Linked DNA regions of Sus scrofa: region 1 is linked to region 2. The links are chromatin contacts, called in public targeted proximity ligation maps. All regions are on one chromosome and are shown on one strand. The core of a region is the stretch at or near the end of the contact, and the rest is flanking DNA. Distances in the headings are between cores, read along the strand shown. Region 1 has its middle 90 kb from the start of ATF7IP. Region 2 overlaps ATF7IP (activating transcription factor 7-interacting protein 1).

Region 1 (3,649 bases), core at 699-3,198, 150 kb after region 2:
TGCTCTGGCCCCTCCCCCAGCTAAGTTCGGACTTTGGCTAGAATTCCTGGGCAGCTTTTGGAGTTTTGGGGGGTCAGGAGATGTAACCGGTCCCAGAAGCTCTCAGTCGAACCTGGCCGCAGGATGTGCACACCCTCGACAGCTGCGGACCACAGCTCAGACTGTTAGACGCTCAGAGGAGCCACTTCGAGGGTGGGACTGATCAGATGTCAGAGGTTCTGGCACCTGGGGGAGGGGAAGCGAGGACAGGATTATCATTCCACTGTTACCCAACACTGCCAGGTCTCTTGGTTGAGAAGGTATGTACAGCTCGTATGTGTTTTTACGGCACGAATGAAAAGAGCATGTGGACAGTCTTTATGGTCGTTAATGCACAGGGCCGAAGGAACCTGGTCATTACATGTACAAATGCCAAGTGTATGTAGGGCGCTCCCAAGACACCTATGTGCGGTGTATATTGAGATTGTGCAATAATGCAGCAGAGGTGTGGAAAGGCGGTGTGAACTGCACGGTGTGAAGCGTTGTTCCCTCTCCTTCAGACCCTCTCACACATCCCTCCCCCACACCCGCACACACGTTAAACTACCCTTGACACAGACTCCTCCCCTCCCCCAACACCGCAGCCAGCTTTCTCTGAAAACTGATACCCTGAGGCCCTTTCCCTTACCAGCCACAATTAGGGGAAGTAGAAGGGAAAATGCGGACTGGATCAAGGCACAGAGGCAGTGCTCTGTCATTTTTCCTTCCGCAATAGGCCACTGTTCCGGCTCCAGGCCTTATATTTTATCTGACTTTGCAACGCCAGGAAACAGCTTTAGGCTCCTGCGAGTCCAGGCCGAATCCACTTCTCTCTGCGAAATCCATTTTGTATTTTCTCTTTCACCCTCATCAAGTCTCAGCCGAGGCTGTTGTTCTCAATCCAGCTCAGAAACTGGCTCAAACCGCCCTGAACTGGATTTGGTGGCTGTTGAGACACAGTTTCTGCCTCTTTGTTAGGGCGGATCCGGCCTCATTTGCTCCTCTGTTTCCCTCCCTCCTGTTTTCCCAGAGTCACCAACAGCAATTCCCCTCCCCCTGCTTTCCAGTTTGGCATTTTTTTACCCTTCCCTGGGCCAAGGCCCCCTGAAGTAGATTAAATTCTTTAATAAAATAGTGGATTTAGGTTGTAAAGCTTCAGCTTTTATTACATTAACTATTTAGTTCTGCTTTTCTCAAATTTGTTATCTAAACCAATTGACATGGTGCCCTTAAAATCTTGGCTCTCATTTTAACCTAGAAATATCTTAAATCTTCACTCTGGATGGAAATAACTTTAAATTTCAATTCAAAGGCTGAAAGATTAATTTGTTTTGTAGCTATATTTAAGTCAAAATAATTTATTCATTTCTTTGTTGAGAAATGACAAAACATAAAATGTATGGAATTTTTAAGTAGCCACTCATACTAACTGTTGCAACTGCGCGATTCCCAGAGAAAAGAACTGAAGACTTGAGATTGTTTTGGTTTTCGAACGTGTAATTATAACCCCTGGTCAGATTCTGTGAATTGTTTAGGGAAGAAGGCTGTTTGGAGAATGCGCGGGAACCATTCCTAACGTGATGCAGGTGGAGGCAAAACTAGGAGTGTGACGGAATGAGGAAAGGATAGGGCTGGGCTTCTGTAAGTTTTCTATCAAATTTAAGCATTTCTCACGTTTTGGAACTAGATAAGAGGGGGCGATTGTACAACATCGTGGAGGTATTAAATGCCACTCAATTGTACATTTTACAATGTTGATTTTATGTCATGTGAATTTAATCTCAGTTTTTAAATATTAAGCGTTTCTTGCGAAGAATTTTTTGTTTTCTTCTTGTGGGTTTTTGAAAAATCAGAGAGGACACAGATGATAAGCAACCATATTCGGGGTGTGTCTCCTTTCGGTGCTTGACGACTCACTAGTCTCCCCCTGCTGGCCAAAGCGAGCAACGTGTCACATCGTCGGAAGGCCTTTTGAGCCTGTCTCAATTATATGTCGAAGCACAAATAACAGGCTGCTTTTTTAGGAATCCTTCTCTTTACTTGTTTCGTGTGCATTTCATTTGTCTTACTTGTGTGCTTGGTATCAGGCTCTTTTACCAAACGAGGATCACAGACATTTTGCTTCTGTGAGGTTACAAAGGATTAATTAAAACTCAGCAGTTTAAAATTCACCCCTACATCCCCAAGCAGAACCATAAATGCTGTCATTTATCCTAAACTAAAAACCAGAGTTAAATTGATCATTTACATGTTTAGTTTCAGTAGAGCAGAAAGCCCTGGAAAAAAGCCAATTTTTTTCCCCAGTAGATCTGGAAAAGCTATTTTTATGTGAGGGGGGGGGGGGCTTTGTCTAGTACCCTGAGAAAGACTGGTTTTGGGTGAAGGTAATCCTCAAAACGTATGTATAAAAGGTCAGTTGCTCAATTAAATTTGTTTTTATGAAATTTACAAAGCTTAAGTAATTATTATGGGAAGAAAAACAGTAGTTTAAGCTATACTGGAGGTCAAGTAATCCAGATAAGCCTCCTCCTTGTTAGATCATTTGTTACTTTAGGATCTTCTCACCTTTTGTTTCACTTGCTTAAAATGCTCCTCCCTTCTCCAGTTCCTCCTATTTATGGTCAGGCCTCACCTCTCAAGCCTTTCCTTATATGTCACCTCCTGGAAGAAGTCTTACTGCTTTGTCAAAAGTAGATTCCTTATACCCTGTTATCTTCTCATATGACATCCTCTTTTTTTTCCTATTGTAGCAGCACTATATCTTACAGTTGTATATGTTTGTTTTCTTGTATTTTTTTCCTCCTTCACGAGCTTTTTAAATCTCCTAAAGGCCATATCTGTCCAATCAAAACTGTAAAACCAGCTTTTGAAAGAATACTTGGCAAAAAAGTAACAAGGAATAAATATTTGTTGAACAGATAAGTTCAGATACCATGTCTCTAGCTCCAGTCCAGTACTTTCTGGACTACTTTTCTTCTTTTACACCTTGTAGCTTTTTCAAGACTTCCCCTGTGTTCTCTTTCTCTTGTAAACTCTGAGTAACTACTGTTTTGTTTCTTCCCATAATGTGTGAGTTACTGAGTATACTGGAATCTTCACAGTTTCTTGATTTTTATCCTCTTAAAAAAAGAGAGAGAGAAACAGACGAATCATCTATTTCTTACAGTCTGTGTTTTCTCATCTGCAGTACTTGATTTTGCTCTAAAATTCCTCCCTCCCCTCTTTTTTGATTTTTGAATCTGGAGTTCCCCTCCCCCATCAAAACCTTCCCTACCACCAGGGGACAAGGGTCTGCCAATTCCTTCTGCAAAAAAAAACCACCTCTTCCTCCAGTCCAGAGAAAGACTGCTCCACGCAGAGATTTAAATTCCCTGGAATTTCAAGTAGGCAATTTGCATTTCTGAGAACCTTTAGACTAGTTGTCAGTCTTTTCATTGGACTTCAGCCCAACAGAAGAGTAATCCCTTTGGGGCATTTCTTTACCTAGGCAAATTAGCTATTATTACACTCTTCCGAAAGCTGTGCTAGGGGTTGGAGGACTTTTGTGACCTGTGGCTTTATTCCTAGTCATTGAATGGTTTTGATTGACTGACGGTTGTATAACTGGTAGAATTTCCCTAGCTGCCTACAA
Region 2 (3,718 bases), core at 170-2,669:
AGAATCAAGAAGGCTGAAGAAGCAAATGGATAAAGTCTTTATCAAACAGATAATTAGGCCTCCAGATTTCTGGCTTCCAGCAATGGTGGTATCATTCCCTGGCAAAGATTATTAAAAGAATCATATGCCAACAGGAAAATTAATCGTAAAATGAGATTTGTTACATTTGAAGCAAATAAACCAGTAGGCTGTTAGAGTCAAAGTATTTGGTTGCTATGTGGTAAGAAGAACAATTACTAGGATTTTGATAAATTATGTACTGGAAATTGCTATGTCATAGTGTTATATTGGTTCACCTTATCTCTGTTCCCAGCCTATAGGCCCCTTAAGGGCAAGGGCCATATTTTACTTATTTTATCTCACTTCTCAGCACTTCACACAATGCTGCTCTCAGAGTGGTTCTTTGTAAATTCTGAATTCTGTGAAGTTAAGAATCCATGAAATTAAGAGATTACACTAGTCACCACCATTCTCAACTTTCTCTGCAACTAGAAGAAATTTAAAACTTCATGAGAATGTTTTACTGAGCAGTTTATTAAAGCTAATCAAAATTTAAATAATATTCTAACCTGGAGAGCATGTCTCATTTTGTGATATAACTTCAGACTCATCTTTTTCACCCGAAACATCCTCTTCATCAGAGAGGACCAAAAAGGCTTCTTTTGGTAAACTCTCACTACTGTCTTGTTTAGATGGTGAACCAAAAGAACCTTCCATCTTCTCTTCCAAATCTGTATTTGTCTCATCAATTGGAAGGAGAGAAGCTTTAGAAAAGCAAGTAAGTTCATCTTCAGCAGGTGCAAGCTTTTCCAAAATAGGAATAATTTCATCTGTCTCCATAGAATCTGTATTTTCTAAGATATTCTCATTTTTGTCATCTTTCATAACATTTTCACTAATCGTTTCTGCAAGGTCTGAAGAATTTTCTTCTTGATTCTTTTCACTTTGGTCAATTTCCATACTGCTAGATATAGCCTCCTCTCCAAGAGCAGATTCTGTAATGGCATCTTCTTCTACCTTCTTTTCAGGAGACAGATCTGAAGAAATAATTGTATCATCTGTTTCTAGAGCCTCTTCATCAGCATCAATATTACTATCAGCTTTATTTTTCTCATCAAATGAGAAAATTTGATCTAACTTTTCATCATCCCCCTTTTTCTCAAGAAAATCATCATTTTTATTGCTACAGGACTCTGCACTGTCAGTTTCAGGAACTGGTTCACAAACTGGCACAGAACTTGGTTCAAAGGTGGGATCAATGCCTGATTCAGAAGATGGTTCATCAGAAGTTGGTTCATCAGAGGCTGGGTCAACAGAATCTGAATCACCAGGAGCTGGATCACCAGAAGCCAGATCGCCAGAGGCTGGATCATCAGAGGCCAGTGATCCAGAGGCCAGATCACCAGAAGCTGGCTCATCAGAGGCTGAATCAATGGAGACCCGTTCAGTGGAGACTGATTCACCAGGGACTGGTACACCAGGGAGTGAGTCACTGGAGACCAGTTCACCAGAGACTGTCTCACTGGAGACCAGTTCAGTGGTGACCATTTCACCGGAGATCAGTTCACTACAGGCAAGATTACCAGAGACAGCATCACCAGAGGCAGGATCAACAGAGGCGGGATCAACAGAGGTGGGATCCACAGAAGTGAGATCACCAGAGGTTAACCCTTCAGAGGCCAGATCTCCAGAGGCAGAATCTCCAGAGCCTGTACCTCCAACAGCCAGATCGCTGGAGGCTATATCACCAGAAGACGGTTCAGCAGTCAGTTTAGAAACTAGTTCAGGAGTTATATTATTAGGAAACAAAGGTTCACATTTCAAATCATCATCCTGCTTGTTTTTTACATTAACATTTAAGGTACAGGGTGTTTCTTTCCACTCTGATTTACTTTTTTCAGAGTCAAAACAAAGCTCTTCTTCAATGCCATTCACCTCTTCCTTGTCATTAATATAATCCATATTTTCCAAAGGTGAGGTTGGGTCCAAATCACCATTTTCATGGTTGCCATTTAACAGCTTGACATCAGTTTTCAACAGTTCTTCTTTGACCTTGTACACTGCTTCAAGTTGTTGACGATCACTCACTCTCATTGTTTTTCGAGCCTTAAAGACTTTTTTCTGTGGTTCTTCTATACCATCCATTTTGAATCTTTAAAAAGAAAGAGAGAGATAGAGTTTAATAATTGAAACAGAAGTCACCTAATTATAGACTTACTATAAACTGATCTTCTAAGCAAGCAGCACTTTATGTAATTTTGAAATAGTGACATATAAAAAAGCATAATCCTTGCTATGTTTTAATTTTCATATTTATTGCTTTTACATAGTATGAAATTGATAATAGATATAGTTCATAAAAGATTACTAGGCAGTATTAGGGAAAAAGTGACTAATTCCTAGTTTTCACTCTCAGTAAGCTAATAGATTCAGAGTCTGGAAGAGCTACATAAGCATAAAAATATACATGAAGTAAAAAAGTAGTTGTGTAAGGAAAAATAAAAGTATGAGAATAAAAGCAGTAGGAGAATCAAAGAGAGGTATAGAGATAAGGGGAAAAAACACAGGAGAATTAAGAAACAGAAGAGTACATCTGCAACCAAGGATATCTAAATTAACAATTGTAAACATATCAATAAGAGATTACTATCAAGAAAGTAAAAAGACAACTCACAATAGAAGGAAATACAGTTGACCCTTGAATATTAGGAGCTTGAATTTCATAGGTTCACTTAAACTTGGATTTTTTTTTTCAATAAAAACATACTAAAATACTAGATGATCCACAGTTGGTTGAATCTGCAGATACAGAGAGCCAACTGTAAAGTTATACAAGGATTTTCAACTGTGAAGAAAGGGTCGGCATCCTTAAAACCCACATTTTTCAAGGGTCAACTGTATTTGCAAACCATAAATGTGCAAATAATGTATCTGATAAGAGACTTGCATCTGGAAAATATAAAATACTGTTACAACTGAAAAGTAACAACAAAAAACAATTTTAAAATGGGCAAAGGACTTGAACAGGCACTTCTCTAAAAGATAAATAGCCAATAGCCAATAAGCAATAAACATGAAAAGATCCTCAATATCATGAGTCACCAGAGAAAAACCACAATGAGGTAATACCTAATACACACCACGATTGCTATATCAAAGAAAATAATGGGTGCTGCCTCATACAATGGCAGTGGAGCTATAAAATGGGGCAACTACTTTGGAAACATGCTGAACAATTAATCATTAATTTTTAATTTTTCCCCTTTTTTGTAATGTATGCATGTAAAGCTATAAATTTCCCTCTAAGCACTGCTTTAGCTGCATCTCACATTTTATTATGTCATATTTTCATTGTTGTTCTATTAAAATATTTTCTAATTTCCACTGTGATTTCTTCTTTTATCTGTTACTTTAAAAGTATGTTTCTCTAAAAAAAAAGTAATACATTAGTACCTCATGAAGCACATGTAAAAAATAGAAGGTTGATTTAATATTAAAAAAAAAACCCCAAGCAATGTAGGTTACCAGTGAGTCATGAAGCATTTTTACTTATTTTTAAAACATACTTTATTTTAGGCCTAACCAAGGCGTCCGCTTGTAAAAATATTGTAGAGCCCTAAGCCCCAGTTCCTCAAATTGTTATTTTATTTGGATGGTCTTTGCAAAGATAATCAAGTTAAAATAGGGTCATTAGGGTGGGCCCTAATTCTGTATAATT

Evidence for each region.
Region 1: a contact with region 2 is called in a targeted proximity ligation map of alveolar macrophages. A contact is called at or near these places in 8 of 47 Hi-C or Micro-C datasets (alveolar macrophages, blood, embryonic fibroblasts and 4 more) and 2 of 2 datasets of targeted methods (alveolar macrophages and skeletal muscle).

What each region holds. Positions count from the first base shown.
Region 1 is chr5:58,237,948-58,241,596 of Sscrofa11.1, forward strand. No RefSeq gene overlaps it. Among named protein-coding and RNA genes, the nearest start is that of ATF7IP, 90 kb to the left of the region's middle.
Region 2 is chr5:58,090,817-58,094,534 of Sscrofa11.1, forward strand. It overlaps ATF7IP (activating transcription factor 7-interacting protein 1), which reads right to left. Exons shown (of 15, transcript XM_003126462.5): 2 at 570-2,152. The coding sequence starts at 2,145. Among named protein-coding and RNA genes, the nearest start is that of ATF7IP, 57 kb to the right of the region's middle.